3 separate regions of the Mus musculus genome follow, and regions 2 and 3 are each linked to region 1. The links are chromatin contacts, called in public Hi-C and HiChIP or PLAC-seq maps. All regions are on one chromosome and are shown on one strand. The core of a region is the stretch at or near the end of the contact, and the rest is flanking DNA. Distances in the headings are between cores, read along the strand shown.

Region 1 (3,460 bases), core at 714-3,213:
CAGGCCTGTATGGTGCATATGTAAAAGAGGCAAGTAATTATGGAAAGGTGTCCAGAACCCACATGTGTGACCTTCAGAAACTGGATTTGGAAATATAGCCAGTAGGACAGAAACCCAAAACCCCAGGAAAGAGAAAGCTGCAGCATACTACAAAGCTGTAGAATTTGATAGAATTCTCCCTATCTCTTCTCTTCTTTGATCTGTTTTATAAACAGAAACATCAGGGATGGAAGGGGGATAGATTTGATGCTTGAGAAATTACAGAGCATTTTAAAAACAATGCCTATTGAGATGCTGACTCTGGGATGGATGTTTCTTGCTCTAAACCACAAGGCCCTAAAGACAGCCCTTAAGGGACGTGAGCTGCCTCCAGAGCCGGTAGCAGCCTGGATTCTCTCAGCCCATTAAGTCATCTGTCTTAGGGCAGCAGGAAAAACAAAAACAAACAAGCAAATGAACAAACAGTCAGATGTAGAGCCACAGTTGACAACAGACTCATTCAACATGTCCAGGAGACAGCCAAGTACGTGCTCTCACAAGGATGGTTAGTGCAGCCTAGGAAATGGCCTGACATCACAGAGTCTCTAAGTGGACCTGTGCTTTGCACAGATAATGGTTTCTGGCTGCCCAGTGTGGCAGGGCAGTTCTGAGTTCAGAGCTACCCTAAGCAGCCACTCTTACTAAGACACCTGCCTAGTGGAGAAGCTGTGAAAATCTGCATCTCTTTCATGAGCTCCAGCAGAGAGGGAAGAGCCTTGGGAGAATGTCTTCACCAGGAAACAGGCCTGGTCTGTGTGCTTTGTCTGGTATTGAACACGTAGGAAGAGGATGGAAGGATTCATTTTGTTGATGAGGAATGCACATGTAGGTCAACATGACAAAAGAAAGTCCCCCATTTCTCCTGGAGATGAAGACCATGAACAGATAATTTCTATACCAAAATCATATATGCTGGAAGGCATGTTTGCGGCAGTAGAGTGATTTTAGACTTTTTTCTGGGTAGCTTTTCTAGCAGAGGCTTAAAAATGTAATGCAGCTAAAAAGAGTTTGTTAGGTCCCAAACCCAGGACAAATGGCCGAGATGCCTATTTAACACATCAGAGCAGACAACGGCAAAAAAGAACAATATTCTACCTGCTTCCCTCAGTCCCTACCTATTACAAGGTATGGCTGGTATACCCAGCCCCTACCCTAAACTTCTCCAGCCCCGATATTGGGCTAGGCTTCCATCCCCTCACCTGTCCTTCCCTATATACAATCCAGCCATTTGGTTACCTGCCTCTTCAGGCTACTACCCTCTCATCCAGTCTATTAGCCCAGGCTACCCCTCTTGGTAGGCAGCTGTTCTCCCCTCTCCCTTCCCCCCTCCTCATATGGTTCAGGATCATGTCCTCTCTGGATGTCTCCCAGATGTCCCTGCTTCTAGCTATGCTCTCTCCTTTATATCTGCGACAAACCTCCTCCACCATATCTAGGAATAATCATGTCCTTCTCCCTTTCCTTCTTATTTCTGTTTTTCATTCATCTTGTGCTGAAACTTAGGACTAGTCATATCTTTTCTGTTTTATTTCTTTCTTTCTGTTCAGAGTTCAACCAGAATATTTATTCTTCTTCCAGTAAAGATGCTGGATTAGCCCGGCTTGGTTTATATAGGTTTGCCCTCTTCTATCATGCCATCCACTTAGGACAGACCCCAAGGTAAGTACCATGAATCTCTCAGGGTTTCAGAAAAGTGTGTAGCACGTTAGCTACTCCAGCCTTCCTCACTGTGGATGTCAGTATAGGTATGGCAAGGCAAAGTGACTTCCCAGACATACTGAAAGGAAGGCCAGAGACAAAGAAATGTTCCCACAGTGGTTTAATCAATAAGTTCAATGAATCCTGAAAGCGCTCCAGGGCCAACAGTCCCAGGCATTCAGGTAGACACTGCCCAACTCTGCTGTAGTAACTTTTGGAGGTCAATGTCCACAGACTTTGGGAATCTCCATTCTGAGAAGCAAAATCACAGCCTGAGGCTGAATCTTATGTTTGGAATAGAGACGGATAATTGCACGCTTTGCCGGGACAGTTGGTCAGTTTTGTTAGGGCAGAATGTGAGAGAAGCACACTGCTGGCTCATTGTTTGTCACTCTAGCATTTATATTCCAGCAGGACTTCCCAGACTGACTGGTGTTGTATGATCGGATGGGGGTAGAAGAAGCAATTCTAGCTCTGCCTGTAGCAATGTCCTCCCAAAAAGCATTCAGGTGTAGAAACAACACCAGCCCAGTGAAGAGTGGACAGCACAGCACAGCTGACCCAGGCTTCAGGCGTAAGCCAACTGGTCCTGGAGCTCCTAGCTGCCTGTAGCCACCCTGGGAAAAGGTCTTTAAAGTTTTCAGCTCTCTTTTCTAGGAATGATAATGAAAGTATCAAATTATTAGGGTTGCCCTGAGTCATCTGTGTTAGGCATAATGCCCAGTATTGCCATAAGTGAGGTGAGAACTCTACTGTAGAATCAGACAGGAATCTGCACCAGGAAAAGTGGGGAACACTACGTGATACCCAGCAGCCAGACAGCATCTCTGAAAGCCTGGAAATAAGAAGTCACACACATCAGTGGTTCTCAACCTGTGGGTCACGATCTCTTTGGAGGTTTGGCTATCAGATATCCTGCATGTCAGATATGAACATTATGATTTCATAACAGCAGCAAAATTATAGTTACAAAGCAATAATGAAATAATTTTAGGGTTGTGGTCACTACAACTGTATTAAAGGGTCGCAGCATTAGGAAGATTGGGAACCACTGATTTAGATGCTCAGGGAGACAGTCCACTCTAACCATTTGCATCTCCCCAGGACCACATTCCCCCCACCCCCTTTCTTCCTCTTCCTGATCAAGTGTAAACAAAATCCAGATTGTGGTCTGTTGCAATGACCATGTCAGCTGGGAATTGATTTCCTTTTGCAAAACAGTTCCAGCCAGCACACTGAGTTTCTGGGTCATTTCCTTGCACTTCAGTGACAGCAAACTCCAAATTATTTATTCATCTCTGACTGTTGCCTTCTCCACACCTGCTAGCCACCACAGGTGCCTATGGATCCACTGATCAGAGCGCTGGAGTGTTTTCACCTAGGCTGCACAGCATCTGTGGCATATTAGATGTAATTAGTGTTTCGGTGGATCAATTAAAGCTTCTGAGACCCTGTTTTGATAGGTGTTTATGAACATGGTTATGTTTCTTCCCTAAAGCCACCTCCTGCTCCCCGCCCGGGTGATCCTTTAATAGACTAAGAGAGGGCTCTGGACTTGGGATAAATGTGGTTGATCTGGATAATGGGAGCACGCCAGGCTTCCTTCCTTCACTATGTAGAAGACTGGATGGCAGACTGGGTCCCGTAAATCTGGGCCAAACTTTCACATGTGCTTCTTTTACTTATAAGAAGTGCCAATAGAAATACAGAGACACATCCCATG
Region 2 (3,460 bases), core at 666-3,165, 250 kb after region 1:
AGCCTCTCTGAGCTCAACCCCTTCGTCTATAAAATAGGACCATTTCTACCTCACTGTGGGGGGCAACAAGAACTAAGTGGGGCAATAAAAATAAAAGTCTTGATAGAGTGCTTGACACATAAAACTTAACAGTTAGCAGTAATATTTTAATAGCATTTGTTATATAGGAAGTAACCCTCATAAACACTGCCCAGTTCCTAAGTGCCACTGCTCTTGTTTTAGTTAAGGAGAAACTGAGCTGGGGGGTGGAGCTCAGAGCTGGGGGTGGAGCTCAGAGCTGGGGGTGGAGCTCAGAGCTGGGGGTGGAGCTCAGAGCTGGGGGTGGAGCACAGTTGGTAGAGAACTTGCCTGGCATACAGGAAGCTCTGGATTCAATCCCCAGAAATAGATGAGCTGAGCCTACAATTTCAGCACCCAGGAAGTGGAGACAGAACACTCGGAAGTTCAGGATCTTTCTCTGCTACATAGTGAGTTCAGGGCCAGCTTGGGCTACATGAGACTCTGTCTTAAATAAACAAAAACTAGGATTGGAAATCAGTTATCAAATTACAAGATTTCTGTCCAGTCGTTCATTGATCCATTCTGTCACTAATTCATTTATCCACACATCTACCCAAAGCTTATTGAGCATCTCTAATTCTACCCCTCTTAGAATTGGCAAAATGTTTCCATAAAGACCCAGAAACAAGAATTCTAGCCATCACAAGCTGACAGTGTCTATGCTTACTGCTTAACTCTGTCATTTAGCATGAAAACTGCTATAGATAAGGTGTAAATGAATACATGCGGGCACGGTCCAATAAAGATTTACTGGGGTTACATGGCTAGCTCAGTAGTTAAAGTCACCTCCTGCTCTCCCAAAGGAGCCGCGCCCGCCAGCTCACAACCACCTGTAACTCCAGTTCCAGGGAAAGCCAACACCTCTCACCTCCAAAGGTGCCTGCATTCATGTATACAAGCCCTAACCCCCAACCCCACAGACAGACAGACACACAAATAAATTATAACCTAAAAAAATTAACAAGTACCCCACCAGATTTGATGTGCAAGTCTTAGTTTAAAATAGAATTTTACTTTCCCCAAGACATTTTTAGCTGTCCAAATTAATCCCAGTCTGGAGCTGAAGAGGCAGACACTGTGAAAGGCAGCAGTGGCTTCCCCACAGGCACTGCCTGAGTCACCTGGCCTTCTCTAGACTGTGTCCTTCAGAAAGTGCTGAGAGAACCCAAACAGACCAGGCAGGCAAGGAGAGCCTCAGCTTGTGTCAGCATAGGGAACCTTTGGTCTCCAGAGCCTTCCCTGGAAGTGAAGCAAAGACCAAGGGAAAATTAATGCCATCTAGGGTCCCTTTATCTGTGACTCAAAGGAGCCAAAGCCAAGCCTCCAGGGCAGGTCCTCCCCCTCCCCCCACTCTACTCTCCCTTTCCAGAAAAGACAATGACTGATTCAGGGAGGAGACCCTGTAAGACCTAGCAAAGGTAGCCTCTGCCCCCAGAAGCAAGTGAGATTTGAATAGTCTCTTGACCAAGTTACTCCTCCAAAGGGACACAAACTCTTGATTTCAAAAGTAGTCTACACAGCTGGGCCAATTTCTTATAATTAGTCATCTATTTTCCCACCCTAGGAACACTGATCATTAACTACTTTCTCTTCTATCACAGGCAGAGGCTCTGCTGCTCTCCAGTCCTCTGAGGGCTTTTCAGACCCCGCCTGGCTGTCCCAGCTGTATAAGGGCATTTGCCTCTTCCCACAGCTGCCAACCACTTAAGGAAAAGGAGGCCAGAAATCTCAAAGGTAATTGGATGCACGCAGAATCTTCTTTTTTCCCATTCTCCCTTCCCCACACTCACCGAAGTTAAAAGAAATTATCTATTAACTCCAATCCCAGCACTGTCTACAGCTGGCTCTCAGCCCCACCTGTCCCATCCAAGGTCAATTACAGAGCTCACTTCAGTCAGGTCTCTGACCCTTCAGCAAGAGCAGAGAGGAGTCAGATAGCATGGAAGCCCTTGTGTTCACACGCAGGAGTTCTGACCTCTTCTTCTTCTTCTCCTTCTTCTTCTTCTTCTTCTTCTTCTTCTTCTTCTTCTTCTTCTTCTTCTTCTTCTTCTTCTTCTTCTTCTTCTTCTTCTTCTTAACATAAGTAGTTATTGTCCACAAAGATATCATTTAATTCATAAAAGATGAGGGTTAGATTCTCTAGATTGATATCATATTTATGGTCTGGAGCAGTGGCTTTCAACCTTCCTAATGCTGTGACCCTCTAACACTGTTCCTCGTGTTGTGGTGACTCCCCCAACCATAAAATTATTTCATTGTTATTTCATTACTGTAATGTTGGTACCCTTATGAATTGTAATGCAAATATCTAACATTGAGGACATCTGTTATGTGACTCCTGCGAAAGAGTCCTTCGACCTCTTAAAGGGTCATGGCCCACAGAATCTAGAGATTTCCAGAATACCCTACATAAGCCCTCAACACCCTTCTCCATGGGGAGGAACTCCCTTGCCCTCCAGCAGGTGCATCCCTCTACATGATAGGCACTTTCCTTCTCTTCCTCCTGGTGGTTACCATTAGGAGTCCTCAATATTTAGCCAGACTGCTATCTTTCTTGTAAGTCTTTCTCTCATGTCATCTCAGTGTCTTCTCTAAAACCAAATGCTTTACTCCACTGGTATAGGAATATTCTGGCCTGACGTATGTCCTCAGGTCCCCTCAAAGACTAGAGCTGAGTACTCTCAGTCCCAGAACTCAGCACTGGATCTGGCTATATCCTAAAGGCATGAAATGACACACTACCGCTTCTGTGGAACCCCTCTACTGGGCAGAAGAGCCTACAAGAAAGGCTTCCAAAAGGGACAGAAAAGAAGGCTGTAGCCATGTCCCTCCTCTGGCCACTCTCCAAGAACCAACATTCTTCCCCCAAATCAGGCCAAAGGCTTTGTGACCAAACCCATTCACCTATAAAATGAGCACATGCGTTAAATTCTCAAAATGGGTCTCTTGTTTCTTAATTGAATACATTTGTCATGAACTATGCAGTGACTTGCCTTCCCTTGCAGAAAACATGGCCTCTCAACCGCATGAACCTGGGCAGCCTGCTTTGTTGAGCTAAAATTTTGGAGTTGGTGATTTCAGATACTGATGAGGTGGGCTTTTGCTTGCTTGTTTGTTTTGTTTTGTTCTTATAAAGTTTTTTCTGATAAAATAAGCTAAATAACCCTGAGTCCAGGCTATTTTCTTTGTCAGCATCTCAGATTGCTTTCTATGGCCTTCTTGTGTGCCTTGCTTTAAAGGGAACTCAACAACTAAAATGCTACATGAGCACAGTACTCATGACTTGAGAAAAGTAGAGAATTATTCTGGTTTATAAAAATTTCCATACAAAGATATTTGTAAGATCCCATACATCTGCCACCTGCATGTTATATGTGTGCCGAAGGCCAATGGTCTTTCT
Region 3 (3,460 bases), core at 335-2,834, 140 kb after region 1:
GGCCCTGTGCTTGGTGGAGGGGAGAGATTTGAGTAAGATTTGGCCTCTAGCCTAGGGGTCTACTCTCACCACTGAGCATCTGGGTGGTACTTCACAAGCATTCAGAGAAAAAAATCAGAAGACACTGATTTTTATTTTATTTATTTTATTTAATTTTTGCTTCTTATGGTAGCTAGGTAGAGAGCAAATGCTCACCATCTAGGAATTCAAAAGGGTTATATCATCTTCTTCAGAATTTTAGCTAGAGATGCTATTGTTAGGACCAGTCCTCTGGTGTGGTTTAAGTGTACTCTGATAGACAAGGAAGGAACTACAAAAAGAATCTCAATGGACTGCCAGAGGCAATTTCCTTTTTACCACTTCTGCTCTACATTTCTATTGTCAATGAGAGGCGTTGAGAAAATAAAAGAAGGTTTCTATTTTTTTTAATTAAATTACGTGTATGTATGCTTTCCTGTAAGAAATAGGGGAGGAATATACACATGAGTTCAGGTGTCTCTGGTGGCTTGAAGTGATGGATCTCCTGGAACAAGAATTACATGTGGTTGTGAACCATCTGATGTAGGTGCTGGGAACTGAACTCAGTTCCTCTGAAAGAATAGCACATTACATGGAGCCATCTCTGTAGCCCTTAAAAAAAAAAAAAGTTCTTAAATTAGTCATGTGTCTGAGAGGATACCAGCCTTCCAGAATTTTAAAGAAAAGATTGTTGACTCCGGCAATGATTTGTCTGTCTATAGCCTGGACAGGGAGAATTTAGAATGTCAGGAAATCAATGATGCCTGCTCCTTCATTTCTGAACATGTTTGCTTGTCTCTGATAAGTCAACTCAGTTAATGATTAGTTTAGTGATATTTTGTGACAAGAGTTTTGACATTTTGGTTGTGAGCCTAGCCTTTAATGGTTAACCCATCTCTCCTCCTTGTGACAAGAGTTTTGAAAGCAATCAATACACCAATATGTTATGTCTATAGTAACTCGTGACAGCAGAGACAACCAATCAGAAGGCTAAAGATAGAAACCTTTGTCATAGAGGGTCTTTGAGTTAGCAGCCACTAACTGGGACCCATCTTTGCCTTACTGGTTTTCCTTGTTCCACTGTGGCTAGTCTCTCTTGCACGCCATTTCAGGAAAGCCAGGGATATCCAACTGGGGTTTATTAGCAGAGCCTTCACAACACACAGGGATTTTTTTCCCCCTTCTTTTACATTTGAAATCATAGCTACTTCATAAATAACTCCTTTTATCACAAGTGTGGATGGTCCTGTACAGTTACCTGCAACATGTCAACCATTGTCAACATTATCTAATGTGCTAGACAGAAACTGCTTTGACCTCTAGGTTAACCAAAGTTAACCAGCAAATCTGAGTGCTTTTAAGACTCCTTCCTGCCCCAGCTGCTGTTCAAGCTATAAATTACTACCACTGGGCAGTGACAAGACAGAGTGTCGGGATCCTTTCTGACACTGAACAGTGTATGATTCTCACAATCTTTTCTCAGCAATCAAGCATGTAGACACCATATATAACCCTGAGAAGAGGCCTTCTCAGCAACCTAACCACAGACGAAGAAGAAAATAATCCCCATAGTAACGGAGCACGGGCAAACAGTTCTTGACCACATCTGTGCTTGAGTTCCTCTACCTCAGCACAGCCAGGCCTCATCTGTGCCTAACCTGACCACTTCACTGGCTCTCCCAAGCGCTCTAACATCCCTTCAGCTGTGGGCCCAGAGACAAAGCCTTGATTTATTTTCCTCTCAATGAGAAATTTGTGTCACTAACCTCAGGATGCAGCTTAAGCAGACCTTCCTTTAGGAGGACCTAGGAGAATGAGCCCAGCATCCTAGGCAGAGACGAGCCTTTCTCATACTTCTACCCAAACACTTCTGCCTGGGACACTTCAGCCCCAGACGCTATACTATATTCCAGCGACATCCTTCCAGATTCACTTTTCTTCTTGGGTGCTGCGGCACAGTGCTTTGGAGATCCGAATCAGAGTCCAGAATGACTGACTGATTCCCCTGTGAAGCTGGGTAAATGCTTAGATATTTATTAGATGAGGATGAAGAATGGCTACTTCAAACTGGCGTTTGCTGTTATGATGAATAGGGGAAGGTACCAAAAATGGCTGGCCAAGATGCTGTATAACTGTCTGCTCTTCCCCACTCCCTCTCCGTCAGCATCAGTGTCACCATGCTTACTCTGTATCACTGATTTCTAAGCAGTGTCAGTAGCCTTAAATTCTTAGCCCTCTAAATATCTTGTCTTCCACTCCTGCTTATTCGTTCAGTCTTGAGTCTCAAGGGTGGGGAGGGAGGGGTCCAACTATCAAACTATTGGACTTGATTACTAGTAAAACTATCTGCTAGTCTTACTAGTTTATTACTCTTATTAGTATTTGCCGCAACTGAAAGGAAAGTGACCTCCTGAGCATGCAGTACTAAGGATTTTCACATAAATTTCACTCTGTTTTGCTCCCATAGACAAATGCTGAAATTTTAATCCTGCTATCTGGGGGACAAAGTGCTAATTTTGTTTCTCAGAGGAAATTCCATTTTACATTTTATTTCAAGAAAAATCAAGCAGATTGCTTTTTAAAGGGGTTCATAAAAGTTCTCCACACTCCACCCCAATCTCTCCCAAGTCAAAGAGCTGTAGATAAATGCAGATTGGTAAATTCCTGCCTGGTCAAAATGTAAAAGAATCATGACAAACTGTTCCCTGGCTCCCTCGTCCTTCCTTTGAAAAGATAATTTACAATGTGAGATGGGTTACTTCCCCTTTATATCATCTCAATCCTCTGAAAACTCTATGGCAGGCTCTGTCTGAAAGTCCAATTTCAGCGGGTAGGCCTCCCTCTTAAAGAACTTCTCAGGCCCAGACATTAGACATGGACTGGCTGTCCCTCAAGACCCTGATATCTTAAAAGCAAGGGGGAAAAAATTAAAACAAACTTTTTATAAGACGGAAACCTTGCCAACGCCAACCCAAATATTTTCTTTCTGTGAAATATAAATGTGTTGATTTTGATTCTTCCCAGCAGTCCTTATAAATCAAAGCCAGGGTAAGAATTTGGTAAACAGCCTTATCTGTCAAAAAATCATCCCATAAAAATCCATTTGGGAAATGAGAAAAGTTCGAAGTGGAATGTGCTCTCTTGGCCAGTACTAACACCTAGCGTTTTTCACATGCTTAATGAAGGGGGTCAGATGCCATATTGAGGTCTGTGCAGGTCAGGTGCCCTCTTGACATCATATACAGAGTACGTGAGTTTGGTGTCACCAGCACTGTATTCAACAGAAGACTCTTGTCAATAACAAGTTCAAGGCTCACAGCAGGTGAGGATCAGGGCTGCTGGGTGTAGCTCAGAGCTGGAGCCTTGCTAGAAGTTCTAAGTTTCCATGTTCCCTATGGGTGTGTCCTCCTCATTGTTAAATCCCACCAAGGCCACCTGCTGT

Evidence for each region. A called contact is a pair of places that touch in the nucleus more often than the background predicts. HiChIP or PLAC-seq counts read pairs in DNA pulled down with a chosen protein or histone mark.
Region 2: a Hi-C map of liver shows a contact between it and region 1, with 1.9 times the contacts expected there. The contact joins two enhancer-like sites. A contact is called at or near these places in 1 of 484 Hi-C or Micro-C datasets (liver) and 2 of 115 datasets of contacts at active chromatin or transcription factors (hepatocytes and kidney).
Region 3: a contact with region 1 is called in an H3K27ac HiChIP or PLAC-seq map of hepatocytes, with 4 times the contacts expected there. The contact joins two enhancer-like sites. A contact is called at or near these places in 5 of 484 Hi-C or Micro-C datasets (cerebellum, conventional dendritic cells, liver and 1 more) and 1 of 115 datasets of contacts at active chromatin or transcription factors (hepatocytes).

The regions. Positions count from the first base shown.
Region 1 is chr4:100,368,429-100,371,888 of GRCm38.p6, reverse strand. The region is part of intron 4 of Ror1 (receptor tyrosine kinase-like orphan receptor 1); the gene reads right to left. Among named protein-coding and RNA genes, the nearest start is that of Gm35760, 23 kb to the left of the region's middle. Within about 2 kb of position 1,963, at least 10 of the 459 cell types and tissues checked have an H3K27ac peak or open chromatin away from gene starts, as enhancers often do. A contact at or near this core is called in hepatocytes and liver, where this site is marked.
Region 2 is chr4:100,122,031-100,125,490 of GRCm38.p6, reverse strand. All of the region lies in intron 1 of Ror1 (receptor tyrosine kinase-like orphan receptor 1), which reads right to left. Gm12701 (a long non-coding RNA gene) reads right to left here. Exons shown (of 2, transcript XR_867957.2): 2 at 1-3,460. Among named protein-coding and RNA genes, the nearest start is that of Gm12701, 4.1 kb to the right of the region's middle. Within about 2 kb of position 1,915, at least 14 of the 459 cell types and tissues checked have an H3K27ac peak or open chromatin away from gene starts, as enhancers often do. A contact at or near this core is called in hepatocytes and liver, where this site is marked.
Region 3 is chr4:100,228,600-100,232,059 of GRCm38.p6, reverse strand. The region is part of intron 1 of Ror1 (receptor tyrosine kinase-like orphan receptor 1); the gene reads right to left. Among named protein-coding and RNA genes, the nearest start is that of Gm12701, 110 kb to the right of the region's middle. Within about 2 kb of position 1,584, at least 15 of the 459 cell types and tissues checked have an H3K27ac peak or open chromatin away from gene starts, as enhancers often do. A contact at or near this core is called in hepatocytes and liver, where this site is marked.